3 separate regions of the Mus musculus genome follow, and regions 1 and 3 are each linked to region 2. Evidence: chromatin contacts called from public Hi-C and promoter capture Hi-C data. All regions are on one chromosome and are shown on one strand. Each heading gives the region's core, a stretch centred on a gene start, on an enhancer-like site or on the middle of the called end of the contact. The rest is flanking DNA. Distances are from core to core; before and after follow the strand shown. Region 1 holds the start of Msx1 (msh homeobox 1). Region 2 holds the start of Mnx1 (motor neuron and pancreas homeobox 1). Region 3 holds the start of A930033C23Rik (a long non-coding RNA gene).

Evidence for each region. Promoter capture Hi-C pulls out the DNA fragments that hold promoters and counts their contacts. A called contact is a pair of places that touch in the nucleus more often than the background predicts.
Region 1: a contact with region 2 is called in a Hi-C map of embryonic stem cells, with 13 times the contacts expected there. The contact joins the promoter of Msx1 here to the promoter of Mnx1 in region 2. A contact is called at or near these places in 6 of 39 promoter capture datasets (cranial neural crest, embryonic stem cells, hippocampal neurons and 1 more), 11 of 484 Hi-C or Micro-C datasets (B cells, cerebellum, cerebral cortex and 1 more) and 1 of 115 datasets of contacts at active chromatin or transcription factors (embryonic stem cells).
Region 3: a contact with region 2 is called in a promoter capture Hi-C map of second pharyngeal arch cranial neural crest. The contact joins the promoter of A930033C23Rik here to the promoter of Mnx1 in region 2. A contact is called at or near these places in 4 of 39 promoter capture datasets (cranial neural crest, embryonic stem cells, maxillary cranial neural crest and 1 more) and 12 of 484 Hi-C or Micro-C datasets (cerebellum, embryonic ectoderm, embryonic stem cells and 1 more).

The regions. Positions count from the first base shown.
Region 1 is chr5:37,823,265-37,826,439 of GRCm38.p6, forward strand. Msx1 (msh homeobox 1) reads right to left here and starts at 1,321. Exons shown (of 2, transcript NM_010835.2): 1 at 601-1,321. The coding sequence starts at 1,069. Gm33993 (a long non-coding RNA gene) reads left to right here and starts at 2,491. Exons shown (of 6, transcript XR_868362.1): 1 at 2,491-2,622. RefSeq lists an enhancer at 2,405-3,175.
Region 2 is chr5:29,476,721-29,479,823 of GRCm38.p6, forward strand. It overlaps Mnx1 (motor neuron and pancreas homeobox 1), which reads right to left and starts at 1,750. Exons shown (of 3, transcript NM_019944.2): 1 at 865-1,750. The coding sequence starts at 1,555.
Region 3 is chr5:35,398,060-35,401,078 of GRCm38.p6, forward strand. A930033C23Rik (a long non-coding RNA gene) reads right to left here and starts at 1,496. Exons shown (of 3, transcript XR_003955880.1): 1 at 766-1,496; 2 at 1-629. It also overlaps a transcript of Hmx1 not described here.

The DNA.
Region 1 (3,175 bases), core at 71-2,570, 8.3 Mb after region 2:
CCATCCCCCCTAGTCCGCGATCGTCCCCTCTTGCTAAATCATCCACCCGCCCAAAACACCAAGTTTCTGCTTAAAATTAGATGCGCGGTGGGGCAGGAGTTTTGCAGAACTCCGGAACCCTTTGAGAGGTTCTTTAAATGGGGAGCGCGAGGTTACGGCTGTCTACCAGTAGAAAGTGAAACTCCGCAGAGCTAGGATGTACTGGCCGCTGCGCCCATCCAAGTTGAGGTGCAAAATAACTGAGTTTAGGGTCAGGTGGAGAAGCAGGGCACCCCTGGTGTCCTGACTACCGGAAGAATAAGAAGGTCCACAGACACCCGCGCGCTACAAGTGAAGTGACAGGCTCGGAGGCACTGAGCCAAGGCAAGGAGCGCGGACTAAGCTTTGCCTGCTTTAGGCCTCTAACTCTCTTCCTGGGTGGGAGTGGGAAGAGGCTCAAAGGCGGTCTTCCCGCCAACGCAACCTCTGCACGGCCTCCAGGTACCCAGTTGCAGGTACGCCGACGCCCGAGACAAGCCGGCGCCGGCGCGCGGCCTGGCGCCCTCGGGCCCCACACCCCCTCTTGGCCCCTTCGCTCTCCATCCAGGGCTGGCTACTTACTGGCTGGGGGCGGGGAGAAGCGGGGACTCTGCATCCACGGGGTCCGATCTAGTTTCTCGGGGCTTTCGGCCTTCACCAGAGCATCTTCTGGCAGCTTGAGGAGTCCTCCGACTGAGAAATGGCCGAGAGGCCGCGGCGAGGAGGGCGCATCCGGGGCGCCCAGAGACCCGGGCCGGGTGCCCAAGTGCTGCACCGAGCCACCCGCTGCCTGAGCCCCTTCGGAGGCCACCAGGACGCTCTCCTTGGCCCCGGGCTTCCTGTGATCGGCCATGAGGGCCTCCACGCTGAAGGGCAGGAGTGAAGCGGGCACTTTGGGCTTGGCCCCCTCCTCATCTGTGCCCATGGCGGTTGCGGTGGCCGCAGCAGCCCCGGGGGCTTGGCCAACGCCTCCCCCAGCAGGCTTGGCGAAGGCGGAGTCCTCCACTTTGACACCGAGTGGCAAAGAAGTCATAGCAGCAGCCGGGGCCATGCAGAGCCGGACCCCCCCTCCAGCCGCAGCTCGAGACAGCCCTGGATCATGGGTTTCGGGCAGGCTGGGAGCGCGACCGGCTTCTGCGAGCTCCTGACCGGCTTCTGCGAGCTCCTGGGTTCCTGGCCCGGCCGGCTCTCGCGCGCGAGCCTCCTGCGGCTTCCCCAGAAGGCCAACTCGAGCGAGCGGGGCCTGGATCCCTGCGCCGCTCAGGCCGAGTTCCCAGGCGCACTCGCCGGCTCCGGGTCCGCCGCCGCTCCCCTGAGAACTTGTTAATAAGGCAAGGCCAGCGTGGCAGCGGCCAATCAGAGCGCGAGGGGGCGGGTCCGGAGAGAACCATTGGGCTGTGCTCGTGCCCCGAGGCGCGCTCGGCCTGGGGGCGCTCGGGGAAGGGCCTGACCCGCACAGGCGGGACAGAGCCGGAGGTACCTGGGGAGCTTTTCCGCCTAGCTAAGTCAGGTGGGCATCGGTCCGGCTGGACCCCCACACTCCTGGATGTGGATTCTACCAAGTTCCAGAGGGACTTTTCTTTACTAGTCCTTCTCTTCTGCCAGTCGTCCTCCACCATCCTTTACCCACTTCTTCTGTTCCTCTCCATAGACTACTTTCTTTCCACAGTTTCTCTTATGGTCTGTGCTATTTCTTTCTGTCCCCTTTCCCTCTTCTGGCCCCCTTTCTCGACCACAATTCACTTACAATTTTTTTTTTCTTTTGGTGTTTGCTTTGAATGTTCATAGTTATTTGTCAGAGTAGCAAGGGATAATACTAATTTCTTTTTTTAAAAAAGCCGCCCTAAGTGTCTTATGTCTTCCAATCTTCAAAAATTTACCTCGGAGTAAAAATGGGCCTTTGTCTCCAGGGCTGGACAAAGTTAATCAAAGAAAGTACAGGTCCTGTTGGTTCTGTGGGTACGGGAACAAGTAACATGATCTGGGAAATGAGTTTGGTTCTCATGCAAACACGTACCCCCTCCCTATACGTACTTTTTCTCCAGAAAGTTACACCTCTACCAGAGAACTGCTACTAGCCAAAGAAGCCACTGGATGCCTTGGGTGAAGACCGAAATAAGACCAACAGAACCCACCAACAATCTGGCCTCAACATGACCTCAGACAATGAATCCTCAAAAACAATCACACTTCACTAACTGTGGGTCTGTCTGCTGGTGCAGAGTGGAGGCCCATTTGATGGGCCAGTAGGAAAAATAAGCAGTTCCTGGAGGTATATCTTTGGTGCAAGGCTTAAGAAGTTTTGTTTGCCCGATTTCGAAGGAAACGTGTTTTGTTTTGTTTTGTTTTGTTTTGTTTGACTGATACAAAAAGAAGGAAAGTTGGAGTGGGGACCACAGAAGACCTTGTAAACTGGGTTCGAACAGGCTGTTGGGGAGTTGGGGGGGGGGGGGCTTTTCTTTATATGGCCTCTTATCCCAGGGCCCAGGCTCGCGGCTCCGGGGGAGGTGGAGGAGGTGATTGGCGGCTCACCGGGACTGTGCATTGATGACTGCCGGGCTCTAATCTCCAGGAAACACAAGGGGCTGCCGTGGCCATTTAGGGGTAATTATCCGAGCACGGAGGGATAGCGAATTCCCTGGCCTTTTAACTGGGCGCAATAAAAAGCTGTAGATTAGGGGCGACCAGATTAAGGAAAATGAATTACTTTATTACCCAGACGGCGTCCGGGGTCTGGAGGGAGGGGTTGGGCTGCGGACGCCAGAGAGATCGGAGCCTCACATCTGCCCACAGGGCCTGGAGAAATAGGAAGGCCTGGGGCGGGTTCGGGAATACTCGCTTCTGTGAAATGTCTGGATTTCTTACGTTTCTGAGGCTGTGAGGAGGCACTGCGTAGGGCTTGGGACTCAAGCTCATTTAGGCCCAGCTGGACGCCCGCTGTACTGGGTCCCCTGAGGTTTGTTCCATGTGTATGGGAAGTAGAAGCCATACCGTCCCGTTTTAAAGCCCTGCAAACGAAAGTTAAGCGACAGTGTAGGCCAAATCCTTAGCTCGAAGCCTAGAAGGTACGGAGAACTGTAGTTTAAGAACTAATTAGGCAGTTGCTAGATCATCTCGTTCTATAGCGTCAGCCGATTTACACTCTGCGCTCGGATTA
Region 2 (3,103 bases), core at 500-2,999:
CCAAGTCAGGCACAGAGCAGAAATCAGAGCCAGGGTGCCCTACACAGACGCTGCATGTGCCAGGGAAGTCGGAAATGTCCCCCCTCCCGCAAGGTTGTCCCTATTGGGTAACAGAGAGGATGCAGAAGACTGGACCTTTGTGCCCTCACCTTGGACAGGAACTCCCCAAGGTGTTGAGCACCTGAAGTTCCCAGCCAGGCACTTTCTATTTATAGACCCGGTGACCTTATATTCAAACAGACCAGTTCGACATCATTTGGAGGGACGCCCACCCTCACCAACACACACACACACACACACACACACACACACACACACAGAGAGAGAGAGAGAGACAGAGACAGAGACAGAGACAGAGACAGACAGAGACAGACAGAGAGACAGAGACATGCAAATGTCTTGCCCTTCAAAGGAAGGCAGAGTCCTTACAAGGGCCACGGAAGAGCTACTTCTGGACCCAGTGATGTGTCTCTTCATAGCCTATAATGGAACCTCTGACAAAGTTCATTTTCTCAAGATAAGTCCCCGGTTTCAGCGACCCCCAAAACCTGCCCTAATCGAGGCTAGCCTTTCCGCGCACTTCCTTGTCCAGCTTGCAGGTTATTCTTTAGGTTTTAGCCTCACACCTCCAACCTCCCCTGTCTGTTAAGAGAGATAGAGAGGCCAAGGCCTGCTTGTGGCCATCTTAATAATTTGAGGCTCCTTTCATTCTGTGCGGCCCACGAGAGGCCTCACAGGCCCAGGAATGAGCCACAGAGGCTTCGATGCTCTTCCACAGCTCGCTAGGAGGTGAGAGCAAAAGGAAGGGGGTGCGAGAGAGGAGGATGCGCGTGAGAACTGTCCGGGTGCGGCGCAGGTACTCACAGCTGAAGTCCGGCATCTTGGGCAGGATCATGCCCGCAGTAGACGCGCGCAGCCACTGGTCCAGTTGGAAGGTGCTGGCACCCAGCTTGATGGGGTCGGCAGGGTGCGCAGGGTGCGCGCCCTGCACCTGAGGGTATGAGTAGGAAAGCGCCGGGTGCTGGCCAGCTAGCGCGGCCGCTGCAGCTGCTGCCGAATAACTGTAGACCGGGTGTCCATAGAGAGCCGCCTGTGCAGGGAGGCCCGCGCCGCCCTGTGCGCCCCCCGGGTGCAGCCCCAGTGCCAGGCCACCGGCAGCCGCGGCAGCGGCAGCGGCAGCCGCGGCGGCTGCTGCACCAGGGTGCGCGTGGTGGTGGGGAGTGCCCGGCCCACCCGCCGCGCCGCCGCCTCCTCCGGCGCCCAGGAATCCGGGCTTGGGCAGCAGCGCGCAGTGTGCAGCCAGCAAGCGTGGGGGCGACGGGCTCTCAGCTCTCAGCCGGTCACCGGGCGCTGCAGTGGCCTCCGAGGATGCGGGACTGCAGCTACGGCTCGCCCCGCTACTGGTCCCCCCGCCGCCGCTGCCGCCGCGGCCGGGACCAGATACTGTAGTCGCGAGGGAAGTGACCAAGGCCAGAGGCGCGCTCTGCGTGGAGGCGGCTCGCGGGGGATCCACGGCCAGCAGGGCGTCGATGCGGAAATTTTTGGATTTTTCCATCGGCTCGATTGGAGCTGACAATCAGGGTCCAAGGGTGGGCGATGCAGTCGTGTGCGGGCTTACGGAGACTGAGCGTGGCGGTGGCCAGCCTTGGGGCCGGTATTGTTACTGCGATTTTTTGCCAATAAAGTCGCAGCCGGAAACTCAGCTGAGAGCGACCATCGTCCAGGCGCCTCCTCTTTGCGGTCCTCGTGGGGACCGCGCTCCACTCACTGGTATGAACTTCCACCGGAGCGCTCCTGCGAGTTTGTGTTGGGGAGACCGGCTCTCTGCTCTCAAGAGCTCAAGCGACCGCATCGAGGCCACTGGTGCCTTGGTGGGGACCCGCGCCCCTCCGCACACTTGAAGCTCAGGGCGGTCTGGGATTGGCGCGCTCAGCGGGGGCCCGAGGAGGGCTGTCTGCCCGGCGATTGGCCGAGGGGCTCACCTGTCACGGTCCAATTAGCCTGACGCCCCGCCCCTGCGCCCCCAGGTCCTAAGCAGCCGGTGGTGAACAGCGTAGGTGGCCGGAGGAGGCAGGTTGGAGAGTTTGGAGGCTGAACACAAGCTTACTGCTTCCTTGCTGCTGGGAGAGTGGTGAGCGCCAGTAACCCTGGGTCCCAGTGAGTGCCCCCCGAGTCCCTTTGACACCTTGTTCCTCCAGAGGCGGACGCCTTATCTTCCTCCAGCTACTCGCGCTCCCTTGAGGGAGTTGTGGAATGTTCTGCACTGAGGAACTAGGTGGGTCCTCACCCCTGAAGTCCACTAGGTACCCAAAACGGGACCCTGAGCTTAGTACACTGAAGACTGTTCGGTTTCCCAAAATCTCTCGCGTTCCTGAGTGTTGATTGCTTCAAGATGGTTTGCGTCCCTGTCATTAACCCTCAGCAGGTCGAACCTTCTTATCTGCCCCTCCCCCAAAAGTATCATGCGCCGCAAATGTTTGTTTGTAGGGTTTCGGTGTGTATAAATACGGTATTAGAGGTTGAAGCCTACAAATCTTCAGTCAGAGTGGAGAGAGAGCAGTTTTCCAACTCAGAGATGCACATTGACTTGAAGGTCGTTTGCACAGGTGCCACTGAGCCGGACCTAGGTGAGAACCAAGTTCTATTAGAGCCTTGCCTTGTGGGGGTGTAGGAAAAAGGCTTTGCGGGAATTGGCCGAGGACTGCTCCCTCGGACTGAGCCAGTTCGCAGGCTAAGGGAGCCACTATCAGGCTCTCGCCTCCTCCTGCCGGCCGAGTTCAGGAAAATCAAGAAAGGGCTTCCAGAGACCGTATTAAAGTGTGAATCCAGACCTCAGCCTGCGCACATATCAAATATTTACTGTAAACACGCTTCCGGGGGCTTTTTTTTTTTAATGTAACGAATCAATAAGTAGTTTGAGAAATCAAGCTTTCTCGCTAGCTCCATTCTCGGGTATCTTCCCCAAACACGAGGGGAAAGTGGGAGGGAGTTCCAGGTCTCTGGATCGCGGCTTCCCAACCAGGTGAGAGGTTAATAAAAGATCGGAAATGGCCCAGGGAAGGCCAGGAGGCTAGGACAATCCTTGTTGGGTGAATTTAAAAGT
Region 3 (3,019 bases), core at 246-2,745, 5.9 Mb after region 2:
GGCATCGGGAATGAGGCGGAGGTACATGAACGCGGGTGCTGGTGGAGTCCAGGCAACGCTCGCCTTGGCCGAGAACAGAAGATGGACCCACCTGATGGGAGGAGCTCAGCCTGGTCCCTGGGCACAGACCTTCCCTAGCACACAGGGGGCAGGGGGAAGCTCACTATGCTCTGTGTCTTTCCTGGATCCCCGTGGCTGGGATGGGGCCCGATACTCCCATCTTAAGACTGCGAGCGCCGAGCCTCGCAGCTGCACAGTGCCCCCACAAAAGACAGGGGTGCTATCCTAGTTGTGTGTTCGAAAAATAATCAGTCCCAGTCTGACTCCAAGGCTCACGCATCCCGTGATCTGGGAGACGGAAGCAATGTTGGGATTTCTTTTCAACTGGGCAAATGAGGGGGCCAGAAGTGGGAGAGCCCACTGTCTCTCAACTCCTTCCAGAGAGTTCTCTACACCAGGGAGTAGATCTGAGGGCCCTACACTGGAATTCATTCGTTTCCTTTTTAAAAGCTTGGAGACAGAAGCTAGAACTCACCCGGAGCCTAGTAGGACTTCCTCAGACCTCCAGGCCGTTCAGACAGCAAACAATGATAAGCAAGCAAGCAGAATGATGCCACGTGCCCTTAGGGCTGACCGAAATTGGTTGTGGAGAAAAGACCTTAATCATTTTCCGGATCCACTTTACCTCCTAAGGGCGGCTGTGAAGAACGGGAGGCTTGCCTCTGAGCATCCCCGCTCCCCAGCAGTGTCCAGGCCCAGTCTTACCTGGTCATTGTATGTACAAGTCCATTGTGGCCCCAAGATATGTCGCAGCCCACACCCCTCCTCTTTTTTCTAGAAGGGAACAATACTTTGGGCCAGCAAGAAGAAGGGCTTTTGGGGGACAGAGAGAATGGAATGGGGACGCTGTTCAAATCTTGAAGAAGCTCATTCTTTTCTGGGGCCTCTATTCACCCACCTTAATATCATGGGACCTACCTGGTGGAGCCATGTGCCCAGGCTCTGATCCAGGGCCTGAGCCTTGCCTTTACTGTGGGATTCGATGTCCCTCGTAGCAACATAGGACTAGTTGGGAGAGCATTGTGCCCCTAAGCCTAGGGTCTTGCGCTCAGAGTGGGCTCTGCATAGGTTTGGGTATCTTAGTATCCAACTCTCTGCCCAAACATGGAGGAGTAGAAGCCACTGTCTGAGGGAATCTAAGGTTCCAAAATGTCCAGCTGAGGAGCCACTGTCACTTCCCCAGGAGCTCTGCCATCCCTCATCCAGTGTCAGAACTCTCTTTCATCTGTTTCTTTAGAACCTCACTCTTGGCTTCGCCCCTTGAGGTCACTGTACCCACCTGATGTTGGCTTCACCCCACCGAGGTCACTGTTCCTACACGACATAAATGGCTCTCGAAGCTTGACAACCACAGCGCCTTTACATCTAGATTTGGATTGAGTTTTCTTTCTGAAATTTCTAAAATCCATTTCCCCCAAATGGGCAGGAGCCTCGCATGCTCGGCGGCAACCCCCACCCCCCCCCCCACCCCAGCGGCCTGGCCGCATTGATCCCACGCCTTACAGCACATCACATTAGCCTAATGGTTTCTCTGATGATTCAACTTCTTTTCCTTAAGAGCCGCCCCTCGGCCCTCCACCCTCCGCCGCGCCGAGGACCTCGCCCCTGGGACCCGCAGCCCGCGGGGAGGCGACGCGCTCCGGAGCCGGCGAGGCGCGCAGGGCGGCGGGATGTAACCGGTGGTCCGCGGGGAACCTGGCGCTCACCTTAGACTAGATCTTCAGAGGCTTCCGGAGTCAGACCCTCGAACCTTCCGACTCAGACCGGAGAAGAGCCAGGCAGCTCCGAAGCACAGCGACCGCTTGGGCCCCTGCCCTGGGACACGGACCCATGCTTCGGCCCTTCTGCCGGGGCAAGCAGGGCCCAGGCAGGCCTCCCCGGCCGCTAGCCAATCGGTTCTGCACGTCCCCATCTGCGCGCAGAGAAGCGGTGTTCGGTATAGAAAATTAAACACACGCGCACACGCGCGAGCGCGCACACACACAGAAGGGGCTTTCCAAATTCAGGCACCCACGGATAGCTGAGTTTTTTTCTTTTTCTTTATCTTTTCTTTAAATGTTGTTGTTGTTGTTGTTTTGTCTCTCTGTGTAGACCAGTCTGGCCTCGAGCTGAGAGAGAGATCCATGTGCCTTTAATCTGTTGAGATTAAAGGTTTGCCACCACCAATCCTGGCTGAGTTTTGTTTTGATTTTGACATATTCTTAGTTTTGCAGGGCTGGCGATGAAATTCAAGGTTTCAAGTAGGCTTCAAGCCTGAGCGTTCACTAACCCGTTCATTGGTTTGTTTGCAAATAGGAAATGTATTGTCGGAGCAGAAAAATTAAAGGTGTGATCAAGCATGCTGGAAGAAAAGCTCTCTTCCGGCCTCCAAGATGAAAACTCACTCCAGACAGACAAGTCTGCTTATTATTATTATTATTATTATTATTATTACTATTATTATGATAAGATCTGCCTTGTAGCTCAGGCTGACTTCCAGCTCCTGGCCCTCTTAACCTCACTCACCTCCTAAATGCTAGCTTTATAGACCCCACCTGAAGTTTACAAGCCCTGAAGTTCTCAAGAGTATGGAATCCACTTGTATAGTGTGGAACCTCTCACCAAATCCTTAAAGGAAAAAAAAAGTTCGTTTTCACTTAGATACAGTAAAGGTTTAAACTGAGAGACACCCCCCCCCAGGCTGGGGGTTTGAGCTTTCCAGGTGGGACTGGCAAATTGTCAGCAAAATAAACACAAATAAAAACCCAGTATGTCCTCACGGCTCCCTGTTCCTCCACCCATTCTGTTTTATCAAAGCTACCAATGCATCCATCATATGTAAAATCTAATGCACATAATGTTAAGTGGTCTGCTTTCACAAAGGGCAGAAAGATCCCGTACCTCTGCGTACCCCAGCAAGTCCTTAGCTTGCACCTTGGCCTCCTCCTACAACCGGGAAGGTACCTGGACCCTCTTTTCC